3 separate regions of the Zea mays genome follow, and regions 1 and 3 are each linked to region 2. The links are chromatin contacts, called in public Hi-C maps. All regions are on one chromosome and are shown on one strand. Each heading gives the region's core, a stretch centred on a gene start, on an enhancer-like site or on the middle of the called end of the contact. The rest is flanking DNA. Distances are from core to core; before and after follow the strand shown. Region 1 has its middle 73 kb from the start of LOC100382180. Region 2 overlaps LOC100383886. Region 3 holds the start of LOC100382180 (Transcription factor TCP8).

The links. A called contact is a pair of places that touch in the nucleus more often than the background predicts.
Region 1: a Hi-C map of ear shows a contact between it and region 2, with 3 times the contacts expected there. The contact joins two enhancer-like sites. A contact is called at or near these places in 2 of 25 Hi-C or Micro-C datasets (ear and leaf).
Region 3: a contact with region 2 is called in a Hi-C map of ear, with 3 times the contacts expected there. The contact joins the promoter of LOC100382180 here to the enhancer-like site in region 2. A contact is called at or near these places in 12 of 25 Hi-C or Micro-C datasets (bundle sheath, ear, endosperm and 4 more).

The regions. Positions count from the first base shown.
Region 1 is chr4:211,321,576-211,325,056 of Zm-B73-REFERENCE-NAM-5.0, forward strand. No RefSeq gene overlaps it. Among protein-coding and RNA genes, the nearest start is that of LOC100382180, 73 kb to the left of the region's middle. Within about 2 kb of position 1,851, at least 14 of the 20 cell types and tissues checked have an H3K27ac peak or open chromatin away from gene starts, as enhancers often do. A contact at or near this core is called in ear, where this site is marked.
Region 2 is chr4:211,466,164-211,469,547 of Zm-B73-REFERENCE-NAM-5.0, forward strand. It overlaps LOC100383886, which reads right to left. Exons shown (of 10, transcript NM_001346823.1): 9 at 2,265-2,386; 10 at 1,142-2,186. The coding sequence ends at 1,614. Among protein-coding and RNA genes, the nearest start is that of LOC111591370, 9.9 kb to the right of the region's middle. Within about 2 kb of position 1,263, at least 9 of the 20 cell types and tissues checked have an H3K27ac peak or open chromatin away from gene starts, as enhancers often do. A contact at or near this core is called in ear, where this site is marked.
Region 3 is chr4:211,248,639-211,252,285 of Zm-B73-REFERENCE-NAM-5.0, forward strand. It overlaps LOC100382180 (Transcription factor TCP8), which reads right to left and starts at 1,978. Exons shown (of 1, transcript XM_034059840.1): 1 at 1-1,978. The coding sequence starts at 797.

The sequences.
Region 1 (3,481 bases), core at 601-3,100, 140 kb before region 2:
TTGATCCACATGAAATACATCACTTTCTTTGTCTTCATCTGATTCTGAAATCTTTGGACCCAAGAGAATTGAAATGCAATTATATCCGATATTTTTAGATGTTATTTTTAATATAACATGTCACACTGACAAGCGCCTGTGTAGGAATATAACAAACTAGCTTGCCCGTTTGTCCAGTGTCAATGCCTTGGGCACAATGTGGAAACTGAGAAAACAATGTAAAAAGGTTGCAGAATACATTTGCTCAATTGCCACATTCAGATAAAAATGTTTAAACAAGGGCTCATAGTTTCAGTACGTTCTGTTTGCCTGCGTATGCATATCTTATACATACGCAACTTTAATTTGGTTTATATAGATTACCACGTAATTAACAATCTCTGTTATGTCTGATTTTGCATGCTGCTTTCAGCGCAATAGACATAGTTAATTAATGTATGTCCCTCTTTCCATTTTTAGGCCTTGTTCGGTTATTTCAATTCCATGTGGATTGGTGTATATTGGAATGAATTAGGATGGATTTTAACTTGCAATGGATTTAAACCGACTCAATACCATCCAATTTATATAAATTAACAGCGAAACGAACAAGCCCTTAATTGACTATGCACCGACTCATCTTGATGTTAACCTGTTTAGTTACTAATTCCACACATATCGGTCCACTACACGTAAATAACACAGCTATTTTTTTTATAGTTCATCCTTTTTAAGAAAAAAATATAATTAGCATATTCCTTTATACTTTTTTAGCTATGCACCTTTTTAATTTATATATTTTCTATTCAAACTATCGATAATAATAAGTTAACCTCAAATGCATCTAATATACATAGAAAAACTATAAGTTTTAATTATGTTACATTTAAGATCATCAATCTGCAGCTTTGAATGATGTATCTGCGTATATATATATTTATGTGCATACATATTGTTGTATTCCTTTGTTACCAGTCCCCAAGATAAATATCACAAATCTGATTTGATTCTTTTTTAACTGCGTAGCTTCAGAACGTCATTATTTTGTGCTCATTAAGACCAATTTGTTGTTGCTTTGATGCATGTATATTTCCACTTACTTCTATATGTGTCCGTCTCAAATATACTGCTGCTCCTATATATCTATAATAGCGATTTTCTAACTGTGTAGATTTATCAATGAAAGACTCACGCGTGGCGCGAGCAGTTACTAGTACCGGTAAAAATGAAAATAGATAAGGATGGGCCTCCGTCTGTCCCACCTGGTATCCTGTGTTGGCACTAATACCTAGATATTGTTTGGTTCCTATATTTATAACGTAATAGATAACTGGTAATGCTAAATCATATTTTCTTAAGTACCATCGTAATCGGATATTACACTAGAAATACTGGCACATTATATTCAAATTTATTACCACTAGTACTCGAGTAGTGTGAATCATTATTATTGTTATTTACGTTACATTTTGTCAACCAAATAGCATCATAGATTATGACTTATAAAAAACTGTAACCTTTTTATATCGACTCGAATGGGGGAAAACCTAAAAATTATAGGTTCTGCATGATGCGATCCACGACTTTGCTGTTAGTTCATTCTTTAAAGTCCTCAAAATATAATGTGCAAAAAGAGCTCGGCCAAAGTACAAAACAATGCGGCGTATACATCATTTTTTTTCTTCAAATCCCATTGTGGAAGAATTCTAATTTCCTGTCCACGTCAGGTCGCTTTTCTCATGTGTCAGATCAGGTCAGGTGGCCAATCCTCTGTTGAGAAGAGAATTGCAATCAGCTAGTACATATGCATCCGCGTGGCGCGTAGCTCATTGTAGCATAATAGTACTCATTCATCGCGTAAAAGCGGCACGTCGCATAGTACGTAGTAGTTTGTATATGGACCCCGGCCAAGCATGTATCATGCCTCGTCGACAGCTAGCGTACGAGAAGCAGCTCCCTCTCGATCTCATAACAGGCATGCATATGGCTATATAGCTCATCCATGCCCATACCATACGCACACAAAAACAAAAACAAAAACAAAAACAAAAACAAAAAAAGAGCCCATCAAGATTCCTCTGCGTGTGCATGCAGAGTGGCTCTGTCAGTGAGAGCTCGGCTGCACTCAAGTATCAGCTCGCACGTGTGCCTGCCTGAACACGACTTGACGCGTGCCGCTATCCGTGTACCTATATGCAGCAAATGTGCAAGCAAAATCTTGAAATCTCGTGGAAATTGTAGTTTTCAACTTCAAAGTGACATGTGGATCAGTTTTCAGTAATGCCACACACACTAAGGTAGTGTTTGGTTACTAGGGACTAATTTTTAGTCCCTCCATTTTATTCCACTTTAGTATATAAATTGCAAAATATGGAAACTATAACTCTATTTTAGTTTTCATATTTGACAATTTAGTGACTAAAGTGGAATAAATTGGAGGGACTAAAAATTAGTCTCTAAAACCAAACACCCCCTAAGGCCTATGAATAATAATAATAAAGGACCGAAACAAACATAAAAGATAAATATAAGAAAATAAAAAAATCTTGGCACAAGACAATTTTACCTTGTGTCGGGGATACGATCCTCGGTCTCTAGAGTCCATCGGTCAGTGAGCATTGAGCCCGGTTTAGGCGTGGCAGAACTTGACAGAGGACGGGGCGTGCCGAAAGGAATCCACTCGAGGATCCCGCGTCTAGCCCAAGACCGACCCGTCATAAATGACTAGCTGCATTAAACGGTGTCTGGCGTCGAGCTACAGCAGAGGCGTTGGTCTGCCTCCCTCTTATGACCTACGGACTACAACACATTTATAACCTGCGCGCCCCTCAGCCTATGACGCGCTCATGACCTATCGGGACTAGGCCAGAGTGCACAGGTCGCTAGCAGGGCACAACACGACGAGCCGCGCTGAGCCCCATGCTACGAAGACCTGGGGTCGCCATAGCCCAAATGATGGCGCTTGGACCCACACTTCCTGCATCATCCGCCAGAAAGAATAAAAGACAGTCAGGCGACCCTGGGCCCACGAGCACATGTGGCTTTGCCTCGGGTAGAACACTTGGTTTTACCCTTGCCTGATGGCTCCTTGGGGAAGCCACCGCTAACCGACCCCTCTCTCAGGCTATAAAAGGGAGGGCTTGGCCCCTAGGTTAGGGGTTGATTCTTTTCTTTCAGATCCACCCACAAGGACGGACCTAGACGAGAACACGCTTAGAAGGACCGACGAACAGGAGGGGGACCCAGAGGCCGGAGCCCCGCCGCCAAGCCAAGATTTAGCTAGGACTCCACCGTGTAACGACCTCCACCATGAATAAGAGACTTAAGAGCCTCTCCTCCCTCTCTCGCCTGCTTGTAACCCCTACTATGAGCTTTGATCATCAATGGTGCAGGTAGCGCAAGCCATCGAGGACTGGAAGTAGAGACATCCTACACGAACCAGTATAAATCTCGTGCCTACTGCGCACACCGTCCGGAGCCCGAAACACGCATAATAAATTTA
Region 2 (3,384 bases), core at 13-2,512:
GTGCGAACTTGATGACTTTGTGAAACTGTTATGTGTGACTTGCCTTTGTGGAACTGTTATTTGTGAACTTAATAGTTTCTGATAGTTGTAAATTGTTCATGCTCATTTTTAAGCAGATGCAAAGTCAAAAGATCCTTGTTTGTATTCAAATTCAAATTCCGTGTGCAAAGTGTCCAAACAACATCTAGAATTTAATTCTAGGAATTCAATTGCTTGTACAACCAAACAAAAATAATGGAATTGAATCACTTTCTAGTCGATTGAATTCTATATATTTCATTTCTTGGAATTTATTTCTTGGAAAAGATTTCATTTCTAGGCATCCAAACGGGTTGTAAGTGGTTTTATTTATTTATCACATATTTGAATATGTGAATTGTTTTTCGTTTATCTGAATGACTTATTCGGGTCATACAGATATTATTTATAATGAAATATTCTTCTGCAAAGAATACTACTCGTATTGCTCCTTATTATTGTTTCAGGGAAATTATACCGACCTCTTGTGACTTCACGGTTCACGCTCGGGGGCTACTGACTTCTAGTCAGATTAGAAAAAAAAACCAGTCAAAGTGATAGGATCTCCGGTAATCTATCATCATCTACTATATCAATAATCTGGATTCGACTCCAACTCACATTCTTCTTTAACTTGTACACGATTACTAATAGTGTCGTGCCTAATAGTGCTAGTGTTGTGCCGGGCCGGGCCAACCTATACTTGGTATCGACTGTGTACTGTAGACATGAGAGTTTAATAATTACTGTAGACAAAGATGTTAGGAGCTCCTATAAAATCTTTCATTACCAAAGTTTAATAATAAGGAAATGTATAAAAACTCAGTAATTTTGTCTTGAGCTTTTATTGAAGGACAAAATATGTCTTAGCCTGACTCTGCTTGATTCGGCCGCCCCACTGTTAGAAATATATGAAACCTGATAGTTATCGTCACCTCATTTCTTAGAAATATATAGTTAAGATGAGTTCGTACATGACCGCACCTTTCCTCGTAGGCATATAATTATTGCTAATATGAGAAATAAACTTATTCCACTAAATTTTAAGAAATGAACTCAGGAAGCGTCACTTTCATCGAATAAACCGAACACAGTATTTCAAATAACATGTCATAGCTACTCCTACAGTAACTTGTGCGACTGGCATCATTTTATTCAAGTTTTAGAATGAATACAGTAACAAGGTACTACGGCGCGCTGACCAAATCTGAGAACAATGCTATAGCTTGTGTGCTGCAGCCGGCTCCACCATAAGCTCCTACAGTCCTACACCTACAATATATACTAGCACTAAATTAACCCCTCCCTAATTTCATCATGTTTTTATACAGGTCATCCAGCTGACGAGCTCAGGTAACCCAGCATACAGCGGAGTGCCCGACTGACAAGACCACGACAGGAAAAAAAACCGCAACAAAGCCAAAACCACTACTCAGTTCGGCTGACACATGTTCTCCACATTGTTCTACGACACAACCAGAGGGGAATAGCGTTTCTTCGTCACTCTGCTTATGATGTCGCCTAATCCAACAACCCAGCAAGGATGTCTGCCTCACGAACTCAACAAATGATGTGGATGACAAGTGTAGCTAACGTCAGCAGCTGATCTCCCCTTCCTCGGTGTTAGGATCCATCAAAGGCGATATGCTATCCACCATCTCATGTTCTGTCCCTTCGGAATATTTCTTTGTGTCAACGAAAGTGGATGGTGATAGGCTGTTCGCCATTTCATGCCCTACAGCTCCCTGGAAGTCATCCTTCGTGCCAATAACCTTCACGGCTGATATGCAGTCTTGCATTTCATGCCCTGCTGCGTCTTCCTGGAAATCTTTCCTCGTGTTAATGTCCGCTCCCTGGAAGTCATCCTTCGTGCCAATGACCTTCACGGGTGATATGCTGTCTTGCATTTCATGCCCTGCTAAATCTTTCCTCATGTCAACGTCCATCGAGGGTGATGCGCTGTCCTCGACTTCCTGTTCCACCTCATCCTCGAGATCGTTCTTCATGAACAGGCCAAGCCTCTCCAGAGGGCTCCCTAACCCCGGTGGCAAGTCCCCATCAATAAAATCCACGATTAATTTGCCAGGTGGATTCGACTGCCACGTTTTGCTGAAGTTCTCCAGCTCCTTTAGGAAGTCACTGTTGTCAATATCAACAGTCTTCTTCATCTGCACAAGAGGAGATTTATCCCTTCATACCATCAAGCATATAAACTTGCAGGTCAGAAAACCGCAAGCAGGTTGTACCATGCGTACTGCCAGCCGTGCTGCTTCCCTTTCCTGCTCTCGCTTCACCCTCATTTCTTCCTCAAACTTTTGTTGTGCAGCTGCTTCAGCAGCCTTCACCTGAGCCTCAATCCTTGCTTTCTCTGTATTACAATGAAAACAAAATGAAGCGGTACCCATATTAGCATCCACAGGAATGGCATAGCTCATGTAAAGATGATAAAAAAAATCACAGCTTCTCAATATGCCATAATGTAGCTTCTTGACCGAATGTGCAAAGTACTGATTATATTTTCAATCCCTCAAAACAGAACTCTCGACCTCAAGATGCCTATTATTCTAGCGATATATGTACATAGATCATGTCTAAAGAGCACATAGAAGTAAATAGGAAATTTCATCAGCACAAATTGGTCGGAAGATGATAATGTCAACTTCTCAACTCACCTTACAAGTGAAAAAGAAGAATTACTCAGGAAGTTAACTTCAGCGCAGTTTATAACATGCCTTCAGTACCAGGTTCCCATCTTTAACCCCCACCAAAAACATTTAGTCCCAAGCAAGTCAAGTAGACTAAGGATGAAAACCAACAAGAAAAAAGAAAATATGATAATTCAAAAGAGGCATATAGAAATTTAGTGATAGTAAACGGCAGGTCATGTTTTGAGCATGTGGATCACTGATCTCCATGCACTAAGGCTCCAACAGCTTACTTATCTCCATCTCCTATTTCAAACCACACTATGTAAACAGTGCAGTCTACAGTACAAAAGAGTACTTTGCATGGTCATATGCATGATCTGTTGACCATAGCCTAATAGCTGAAGTTCTCAAATCCTGACTGTAACTAGTCTACCAAAAACTAGCTCATAGACCCAGTGGACTGTGACTGAGTTGCAAGGTTATTAAAGCGATAAAACGTTGAAGCGCTCATGAGAACTTTTTAACTTTAAAACATTTAAGCGAGCTTTAAAACGTCTTTTTAAACATGGACAAAATATGAATATAACAAAAATTCACATAATAATGTAACATGTCCATAGCCACACTACCACAAATCCACAATAACACAAGTTCAAGTGTTCAACTAATAGCAATTAGCAAGTGACAACCACAAAAAAAGTGGAATGAAATGTTCAAT
Region 3 (3,647 bases), core at 728-3,227, 220 kb before region 2:
GGGTCCTTGAACAGGTCGTCGTCGCCCTCCCTGTAGCGCTTCCTCATGAACTCCCCGGCGCCGGGATCTTGCGGCGCCTGCTGCTGCGGAGGCGGTGGGAGGAGCTGCTGCTGCTGCTGCTGGTGTGGGTGATGGTGGTTCCAGCCGAGCATGGCGGCGACCTCGTGCTGCGGCGGCGGGAGGTGGTGGAAGGCGACGGCGCGGGAGGCGGAGGACGGGTGGGACGCGCCGGCGGCGGAGCGGAGGGAGACGGCGAGCGAGGAGAAGTTCGCCGGGATGGTCCCGGTGCCGGTGGCGGCGACGATGGCGGGCTCGGCCTGCTGCAGCAGCCACTCGATGGTCTCGCCGTCGGTCTTGTGGCCCAGCTCCCGCGTGAGCTGGAACACCCGCGCCGCGCACAGCGCCGGCATCCGTATCCGGCGCCCGCGGCCCTCCACCTTGGTGTGGCGGTCCTTGGTGGGCCGTTTGCTCCCCGCAGCAGCCGCGGGCACCACGGCCTTCGTCTTGTCCGCAGCAGCGCCGGACGATCCTGCAGGCGCTGCTGCCGCCGCCGCCGACGACTGCTGCTGCTGCTGCGCCAGCTGCACATCCACCGGGACGGCGGGCGCGATGGCCCGCGACCCCATGAACTGCGCCATCCCGGCCGCGCTGGCAGCGGCGTAGTAGAACGGCTGGTGCCCCGCCGCTTGGTGATGGTGGTGGTAGCGCTGCTGTTGCTGCTGGTGATGATGCTGCTGCTCGGAGGCGCTCCTGCTGCTGTTGGTGCTCGTGCTCGTGCTGCTCGACGGCGCGTCCATGCCTCGTCGTGCTTCTGTCTTCCTTGAGCAAAAGAACCTCCGATCCCTTCGGAGCTAGCTAGCTACGCTTGCTCTCTCCCGGCCGCGTGGTGTGCGCCTTCATGCAGCACGAGCGACGGCGTTGGACGGAGGGGAGCGGAGCGGAAGAGGACGCGGCGGCGGCGGCGTGTGTGCACCGTTGCACGTGCGTGGCAGACGCGGATGTGGGTGTGGGGAGTGGAGATCAGAGGTGTGGGGCTGGGAGGCGAAAGAGAAAGAGAGAGGGACGTGGTGGAGAGAGAAGCGGGGAGGTCAGAGGGAGGGAGAGGATGGTGATGACTGAGGAGAGTGAGAGAGAGAGAGAGAGAAAGAGGGGTGGGGTTGGGGGTGTTGTTGGGTTATGTCATGGGTTAATTTCCTAAGCAAAAGCCATTGCTCTGGCTGGCAGGGACCTATAGCTACATACCCTAACCTCGTTGCTTCTCTTCCTCCCAACCTTTTTTTTTCTCATTTTCTGGTGGTGGAGCGTTTCCACTGCCATTTCCGACTGGCAACTCGTCGAGTTCAACTTCAAACCCACACAGCAAAGCATGCATATGGATCCGTAACAATCCATTGGTGTGAACGCGTGCATGGCCCGTTGATAGAGAAGAGGAGAAGAGAAGAGAATTTAAGAGGGAAAGTTTGTACGTACGCGCTTGCTTGGAGAGATCGAGCTGGATTATCTAATTATTTGCTGGCTGCGTGGGAGGCCGGGGTATATATGATTTCGATCGACCGGGCAGAAAAATAAAATCAAGCTGGACTAAATTATGTCGCTAGCTAGCAGCTCCTGCTCATCATCAACCCTATTTTTTTTTTTTGTAGATACTGCCCCTGCCTGTGCTAGGCTGCTATGTATGCATAGTTCCATCTTGCGTGCACTACTCTTTTTTCCATGATTCCACTCGTCCCTCGATCCCGTGACAGCACACATCGGTCATGTTCATGTCATTCCCCTTCCATACATATATTTACATACTCCACAGTTCCAACACAATAATCATCTCTCTCTCTATATAGATAGACTAGCATGCTGCAAAGTTCATGAAAACTGCTCACAATTAAGATTGTTATTGTGCATGCATGCATGCATGCATGCATGCATGCATGTTGTTGTCCTTTTTTATATATATATATGGCAGGTTCATATAATAATTATATTGTCTAAGACAAAAGAAAAAATGAATAGGATCAAATCAATTGGGACCATTTGGCCTGCGACGGAGCCAGCGCGACGGCGAGGGTAATTAGCAGTTTCTGGAAAAAAAAGGGGAAATATAAGCACTCGTGGGGCCTGGCCCTGGGAATGATGAGCCCAAAGAGGAGCTAAAGAGGGCAGAGCGGCCCCTTTCTTTTCCCTTTGCGCCGAGACACGCCTGAGAAACGCTAGAAAGCCCCCCCTCTTGTTCTCCTCCTTCTCTGGCCTTCCGTTCCGGCCGGTAATAATGCAATTCAAAAATAGTAGTACACTAAACCTGGATCATCTTAACTTTGACCGAGTTTATATACAACGCCAAGGTGTAGATAGTTTGAGTAGGTATATATAGATAGAACCATTATCTAAAAAAATATAGATAGAATCGGAATCGGATTTTTCTTCTTCTGTCGGACAGAGAGGTACTCTCTTCGTTTTTTTTAATTTGTTGTGTGGTTATGAACTGAGGGACGGTAAATATTCGAGAACGGAGCTAGATTTTAATGTTTAGATTAGAAGCATTGAAAAGTAACGAGTTTTTCTGCTGGACAGAGAGGTAGTATTCACTCACCACAACCATATCACACCTCCGGCTTCTTGAATTCGATGAGTAGAGTATTATATTTATACTAGTGTATGTGTATCATGTCATGTGTGATCCGCGGGTAGACGGGAGCGGGGCAGCGGAGCCATGCGGCGGGGAGACATCGCAGGTGCGGGGTGTCAGAGCGGGGAGCATCTAATGCTGCTGACAGCTCATCCCCAACAGCGCCAACCAGGTCTCTTCACTCACCTCCCTCCACACACTCCCTGCCCTGCCCTGCTCCCACACTCACTCTCACACTACACTACTGCTAGCCCCTGCTGCTGCTGCTTCTGAGCTGCTGCTGCCTGTTGCCTCTCCCCCTCTCTCTCTCTCACACACAACACACACAAAAGTCGTTCAAACAGATAGATAGATAGATAGATAGAGATGTGAGGCAAGGCATGCTACTCCTGCCGTCTCCATTTCCAAGGACCATCATGGGTTAATCACAAGACGATGCTCCACTCAGCTCTGAATCATACATGCCTAAGGCTAATAAGCTGGCCGCCGGCCACCAGTACGTACAGAGATAGATCGAGTCGCTCTGATCACCCAGTGCTTGCTAGCTAGCTAGCTAGCTCCAGTAGCCCTCCACACACCACACCTTTCCTTGCATCGTATCTTGTGCCTCAAGGTCGTTGTTAATTAAAATCGTGAGCCCTGATCGGATTGGAACTCGAATGTGGTACGGCAAAGCATAGAGTGTAATCGTAACTATATTAGAATCATAGAATTAACCCTATATAACTAAGATCCATGGCGAAGCCATAAAACCGTACTCCCTCCGTTCTTTTTTCTGTTTGTCGCGGTTTAGTTAAAAAATAGACTAGCGAGCGATAAATATTAATTCGAGAACAAATATAGTATCATAATGAGTAAGATTATTTGTACCTGTTTGAGCCCCGGAGAGAAGCTAGAAGCTAGCACATGTCTTAATTAGTGGCAGCGACCCGAGCGACCGTGGAGTTCTTATTCTCTTTTGATATGATGTCGTTGGTGTTGTTGAAAATATTACTCCAGCTCTAAAATCGATAGTGATAAATGGAGT